Linked DNA regions of Mus musculus: region 2 is linked to region 1. Evidence: chromatin contacts called from public HiChIP or PLAC-seq data. All regions are on one chromosome and are shown on one strand. The core of a region is the stretch at or near the end of the contact, and the rest is flanking DNA. Distances in the headings are between cores, read along the strand shown.

Region 1 (2,700 bases), core at 156-2,655:
CGCTACAATCCAGCCCAGCCACGGAGCTTCTTCCACGGTCACGGCCATTCTTACATTGGCGTCGGTCCTGTCTTTCTGGGGATGAAAGGAAAAAATCATTTCAAAAGGAAAAATGGGTGCAGTCGGCGGCAGCAGCACAGAAATCTCCAGCACAAAAATACAAGAAAACGCGAGGGTCTACGCTCTCCAGATGCAGCGCTCGCTCGCTCGCTCGCTCGCCCGCCTGGCGATCTCGAGGGCAAATTCCAGAGGGGGACAGTGAGGAGGGAGGAGCCGCACAAGGTCAAGAGAGCCGTTCTGCGGGGCACGGGCCACGGCGGAACACAGTTAACCAACGCTAGACCGTCCCGCTAGCCGGTGGCGGCCCCGCACTGCGACCCTCGGTCTCCGCACGCTGCCCCGGACCTGGACCCGGACCAGGACCCGCCGGCCGGAGGTCCCGCCACGCCGGTCCTGAAACGCCCGGCCATGCCTTTACCGGGGCTCCCCCAAGGGCTCGTCCGCAAGAGCGGGGTGCTTGCTTTTCCTCGCCACTGAAGGGGAAAGGAAAGGAGAGGGGCCCAGGAAGGAGGAGGAGGAGAAGGAGGAAGATGAGAGGAAGCCGGCGGGGAGGGGGAGGGGAGCGGGACCAGAAGGTGAAGCCGAGGGGCGAGGGATGCGGAGCCCGTGGAGCCCGCGACGCCCGGCTGAGGAGGCTCGGGCAGCGGTTTCCTCAGGTGAGGAGCCGGACGGCCTCCGGGTCGCCGCGGCGGGCTCTCCTCCGCCGGGTCCCCTCAGCGGGCTCTCCACAGAGGGCTCCCCTCGGCCAGGTATCCTCCTCGGCGGGCTCACCTCAGTGGGCGCGAGCGGCGAGCGGCGACAGGGCCGAGGGCCGGCGGCGGCGGCGGCGGCGGGAGTCCCTGGCCCGGGGGTCGCGGTCATGGACGCGGCTGCGGCGGCCCAGGCGGCCCGAGGCGCGGCGCGAGCGGGCGCGCGGGCGCCCTAGTCCCCTCGCGGCTGCCTGCGGACAGAGGCGCGGTGGGGACTCAGAGGCCGGACCTGTCACCGGGGCGGGTCCCGGGGAGGCGGGCGATGCCCCGCGCCCCCGCCTCCGCCTCCTCCCCGGGCCTACCGCGCCCTCGGCCCTCGGGCCGCCGCCGCCTCCTCCACAGGCCACGCGACCAACGGCACCCTTCCCCGCCCCCAGCGCCTCCCGGGCCCGGCCCGCCGCGCCCCAGGTTTACCTTGGGCAGGCCGGGACCCAGCCCGGGCTGCGGGAGCCGGAAGAATGCATGGCCGGCGGAAGGAGGCGGCGGCGGCGGCAGCGGCGGCGCGGCCCTCCCGGCTCCAGGTCCCGGGCGGCGTGGAGACTCGCTCGCTCCCCAGGGCCCGGTGGCTGCGTGCGCCCCGGCCGGCGGGGCGGGTTGGCGGGAGGAAGCGGCGGCGCCCCTGAGCGCCCTCTAACGAAGGCGCGGCGCGGCCCGCCCCACGGACCCCCTAGTGCGCGGTCGAGGGCGCCCCGGGCCGCCCGGCCTAGGCCCCGGACGTCGCCGAGCTCCGAGTCGGGCGGGGCAGAACGCTGCTCGGAAAGGTCTAGGAAGAAGGCCAGCTCTGCCAGCGCGCGCGGACCTTTCGGGCCCTCCTGGACCCCTTTCAGCCAAAAGGGCCGCTGCGCTGCATTGTTGCGGCTCCTTTGGCCGCCCCAGGCTGGCACGCTTTCTCCTTTTCATTCCTAAAGAAACTCGCTTGGGCTCAGAGCTTTTCTTCTGAACCTCCCCAAGGCATTACGGTCTAGTGTTTTAAATCAATTGTTTTAAGTGCCAGAGTTCTTGTTTCTGGAAAGCACCTGAAACCTGAATGACAACATTTTCAATCCCGCTACACACACACACACACACACACACACACACACACACACACACACACACGGTGGGGGCAGATCAGTGAGAATCCAGTGGTCTGCACAGAAATAGAACTGAATTAATGAAGAAAAAACAATTAGCCACATGCTTGATACTGAATACAATGGCCTTAAGAACTCCTAGCCAGCCCTGATCACTACTAGGACATTAGCTGAATTTGGGTTCAAAGGCTGAACACCATAAGGAATACAGACAGCATACCTAAGACAAAACCAAACCACCAAAACCAAGGGTCCTTTCAGACCCAGTATCTCTTGTTGGGTGTGGTAGCTGATGCTCCTAATCTCAGCACTTGAGAAGCTGAGGCAGGAGGATTGATGTGAGCTTCAGGCTAGCTTAGGATAAAGAATGAGTTAGAGATCCTGTCTATGAATAGGTAAAGCTTTGTGACTAGAGCAGCAGTTTGTTTTCTCCTTCTTTTAAAACCAGGCCTTACTTTCTATGTAGTCCAGGCTGATCTGTAATTTATAACATAGCTCAGGCTGGCCTTCAACATGTAGAAAACATCCTGCCTCATTCTCCCCAAAGTTGGGGTCATAGGTTTGAGCCACAATGCCCAGCTAGGATGGCAGTTTTCACGTGTCTCTAGGGAACTGCCATATTTGAAGGAGTATCACTTATTGTGAAAATGTCAAAGCCCAGTGTGGTGGTTCTCATAGATAATCCCAGCACCAGAGAGGCTAAGGCAGGAGTGCCAGGAGTCCTGGGCCAGCCTAGGCTACTAGACCTTGTCAAAAAAAAAAAAAAAAAATCAAACCAAAAAAATGTTCATGCTTTGATAAAACTGTCCCTCTCTTTC
Region 2 (2,700 bases), core at 156-2,655, 67 kb before region 1:
CGCAGTACTTAACAGTTTAGTGTCAGGTTTCAAGATGACCTCAAGGACTTGTGCCACAAGACAGGAGAGAGCTTTTCAGGACTACGCTGACCTCTCTGAAGTTTTAGCAGCTTTAGGTGCCATGGCTACCATTATAAGAACTATGCAGAGAGGACCATGGCTGGAGAACAGCTTGCAAACACCAGAAATATTTCTCTCCCTTCTGATAATGAGTTCAAGGTCCTTACCACACAGGTGACATCACGTCTCAGAAGCAAAAATAGGTCTCTATTAAGAGTATGTAATGTCTTCTGTCTGGCCAATCCGGTTTCCTCTATGCTCTTGCCGCCTTGAGCTCCTAATTGTTTTTGTGACCTCAAAGCTCATTCCTGCCGCTGTCTGGGGGCATTACAACAGGTTGTGTAGGGTCAGCAGCATGGTCATGCTCGTTAGCTTTCTTCCAATACAAAGCACACCCACTCTCTGTGCCTCGGGTACAATATCTCTAATACTATCATTCCTTGACATTCTTTAGGGAGAGACTATTCAAAATCATGTATTTGCATCTGTGTAGGAGTGTGGTGCAGCTGGGTTCAGAGGAGCATATAGGATCCCTGGCCCTGGAGATTCAGGCCAACAAGGAATTAACTGGGAATTAACTTGGGTCTTCTGCAACAACATCATGCCACCTTCTGACTTGGGGATTGAGAACAAGTTAGTCCTCAGTTCTCAAAGCAGCTGTCCAACTGTACTGTTGGTGGGGTGACATTGCACAAAGAAACCCATCACCCCAAAGAAGGAAATGCCAAGGTTCCCCCTAACTCTGAAACCCCAAAGGCCACTGAGCCATGCAGAGACTGCTGAATCTTACTCTGTAGCCTAGGTTGGTCTCCCAAGTCACCTGTTCATCCACTGTTCCAAGGGTGGGGACTGCAGAGTGCCTCGCAGTGTTTGGGAGACCAATCTTCTTATCTCTGCAGTCCTGAGGATGGAACCCTGTGCATGCTAGGTATGAGCCAAAACCTTCTAGCCAGCTGTCCATCTGATTAACATGACTTACACGAATGAGCGGCAGTTCCATAAATTTAACCATCCTTTAAGTATTTGGCAACTCAAAGCATTTTCAAGTGATACTGCTGGCAAATTTGTCAAGTGTGAGAACTCTCCTAGACATAATTAATGTTCTTGCTTTCTCCTTCCCTCCCCCCGCCCCGCCCCCCGGCACAGGTTCCGCATGGGAAGGGTGGTGAAGTGCTGCACCTGGGCTGCATTCCACAAAGCAGTGCTGGCTATTTGTGCTTTTTGAAGCCGAGCTGCCGTTGCCCATTGTCCCACATCAGCATTCAACGTATCCAAGACAGGCCCAAAACGAGTGTCACCCTTTGTCCTCACTGGAACATGTACACACCAGGGCAGACAAAAAGCTGTATTGTGGATTGTGGGAGCCTTGGTTACAGGAAGGGCTTGAGTCATCGACACTGAATCGTCTCCTTGTTGGGCCTCTGGAGGGAGATTCCGAGTGACTTAGGTATGTATGCCTTTCTCCTCTTCAGGGGACAGTCATCAGAAATGCAGGTAGGCAGATATGAAAGGAAGTTAACTTTCTAGTCAGTTTCCTGGCAGTTTGTGTGTCTGGAGTGTGCACACCTGCAGTGGACAGCAGTGCCTGCTCTTCTCTTTAATAGCTTGCGTTCCTCTTCTCAGCACCCTAGTTCTTCAGATTGCTCCCCTTTTGGGTACTTATTTTCTTTACCCTCAACTGACCACCAGCTGGTTCTGATAGAGTATCAACTGGTAGAAAACTGCTAAGACTTGATAGTTTTGTACCAAAGCGAAACAAAGGAACATAAACCACTAATTGGTACCTTCACGCCCTCTCACGCAGTTCCACATTTCCTCAATAACACCAGGTGGGCTGCAGCGGCGGGCTCAGTGGTTAAGCCCAGCATTGTAGCATCCGCCTTTAATCCCAGAGGCAGGTGACCCTCTGAGTTCAAGGCCAGCCTGGTCTATAGAGCCAGTACCAGGATCCACATAGCTACAGAGAAACCCTGTCTTGAATGTCACCCCCTGCCCTGCCACCCCCTCTCCCCGGAAAGTACTGTCTTCTCTTCCAGAGGACCCAAGTTCAATTCCCAGCACCCACACGACAACTTACAACTGTTTGTAACTCCAGTCCCAGAGGAGCAGATGCTTCCTTCTGGCTCCTTGGCTACCAGTTTCTTTCTTGTACACTGGCTCAATTGCACCCACCGAAGACTGTTTCTCTGACTATGAAAGGGGCCCACTCAGCTCTGTTGGCCAGCCAGCTTCCTCCCCATCTCCATGTGTGTTTGTATCTGTGCATCCTAAACTGCATGCAGACACCTCTAGTCTGTTTTTCCAGCCTTTAAGAGTTAAGAACAAGGCCACCCAATTCCTGAGAGGTAAAAATTTATTGATTTCTATGACATCAGCATGTTATGATACGGTCACACCTGCTCATACAGCTGACTTCTCAGACCAAAAGAGGATTTGGTTTTTCGTTTTAAAAATACATTTTTCACCAGCAAGAAACATTTTTTAAAACAAACATTTTCATATTAAGTGGGCATTAAAAACAATGGCTTTCCCCAGACTCTCGGGGAAGAGGGCTGGTCAGCAACAGATCTCAAAACGCTTCAAGTCTGCTTCCAGGCCCTAGATCTGTCTCCCACATAAAGTACTGTAGAGGGGAAATAA

What was found. HiChIP or PLAC-seq counts read pairs in DNA pulled down with a chosen protein or histone mark.
Region 2: a contact with region 1 is called in an HNF4G HiChIP or PLAC-seq map of pancreatic cancer cells. The contact joins the enhancer-like site here to the promoter of Lpgat1 in region 1. A contact is called at or near these places in 4 of 39 promoter capture datasets (the C10 cell line, the HPC-7 cell line, embryonic stem cells and 1 more), 4 of 484 Hi-C or Micro-C datasets (the C2C12 cell line, bone marrow-derived macrophages, cortical glia and 1 more), 8 of 115 datasets of contacts at active chromatin or transcription factors (SST interneurons, bone marrow-derived macrophages, craniofacial prominence and 4 more) and 1 of 9 other capture datasets (adipose tissue).

What each region holds. Positions count from the first base shown.
Region 1 is chr1:191,716,729-191,719,428 of GRCm38.p6, reverse strand. Lpgat1 (lysophosphatidylglycerol acyltransferase 1) reads right to left here and starts at 1,405. Exons shown (of 8, transcript NM_172266.3): 1 at 1,224-1,405; 2 at 1-75. The coding sequence starts at 48.
Region 2 is chr1:191,783,951-191,786,650 of GRCm38.p6, reverse strand. Lpgat1 (lysophosphatidylglycerol acyltransferase 1) reads right to left here. Exons shown (of 8, transcript NM_172266.3): 8 at 2,396-2,700. Among named protein-coding and RNA genes, the nearest start is that of Gm26203, 12 kb to the right of the region's middle. Within about 2 kb of position 1,405, at least 62 of the 459 cell types and tissues checked have an H3K27ac peak or open chromatin away from gene starts, as enhancers often do. A contact at or near this core is called in pancreatic cancer cells, where this site is marked.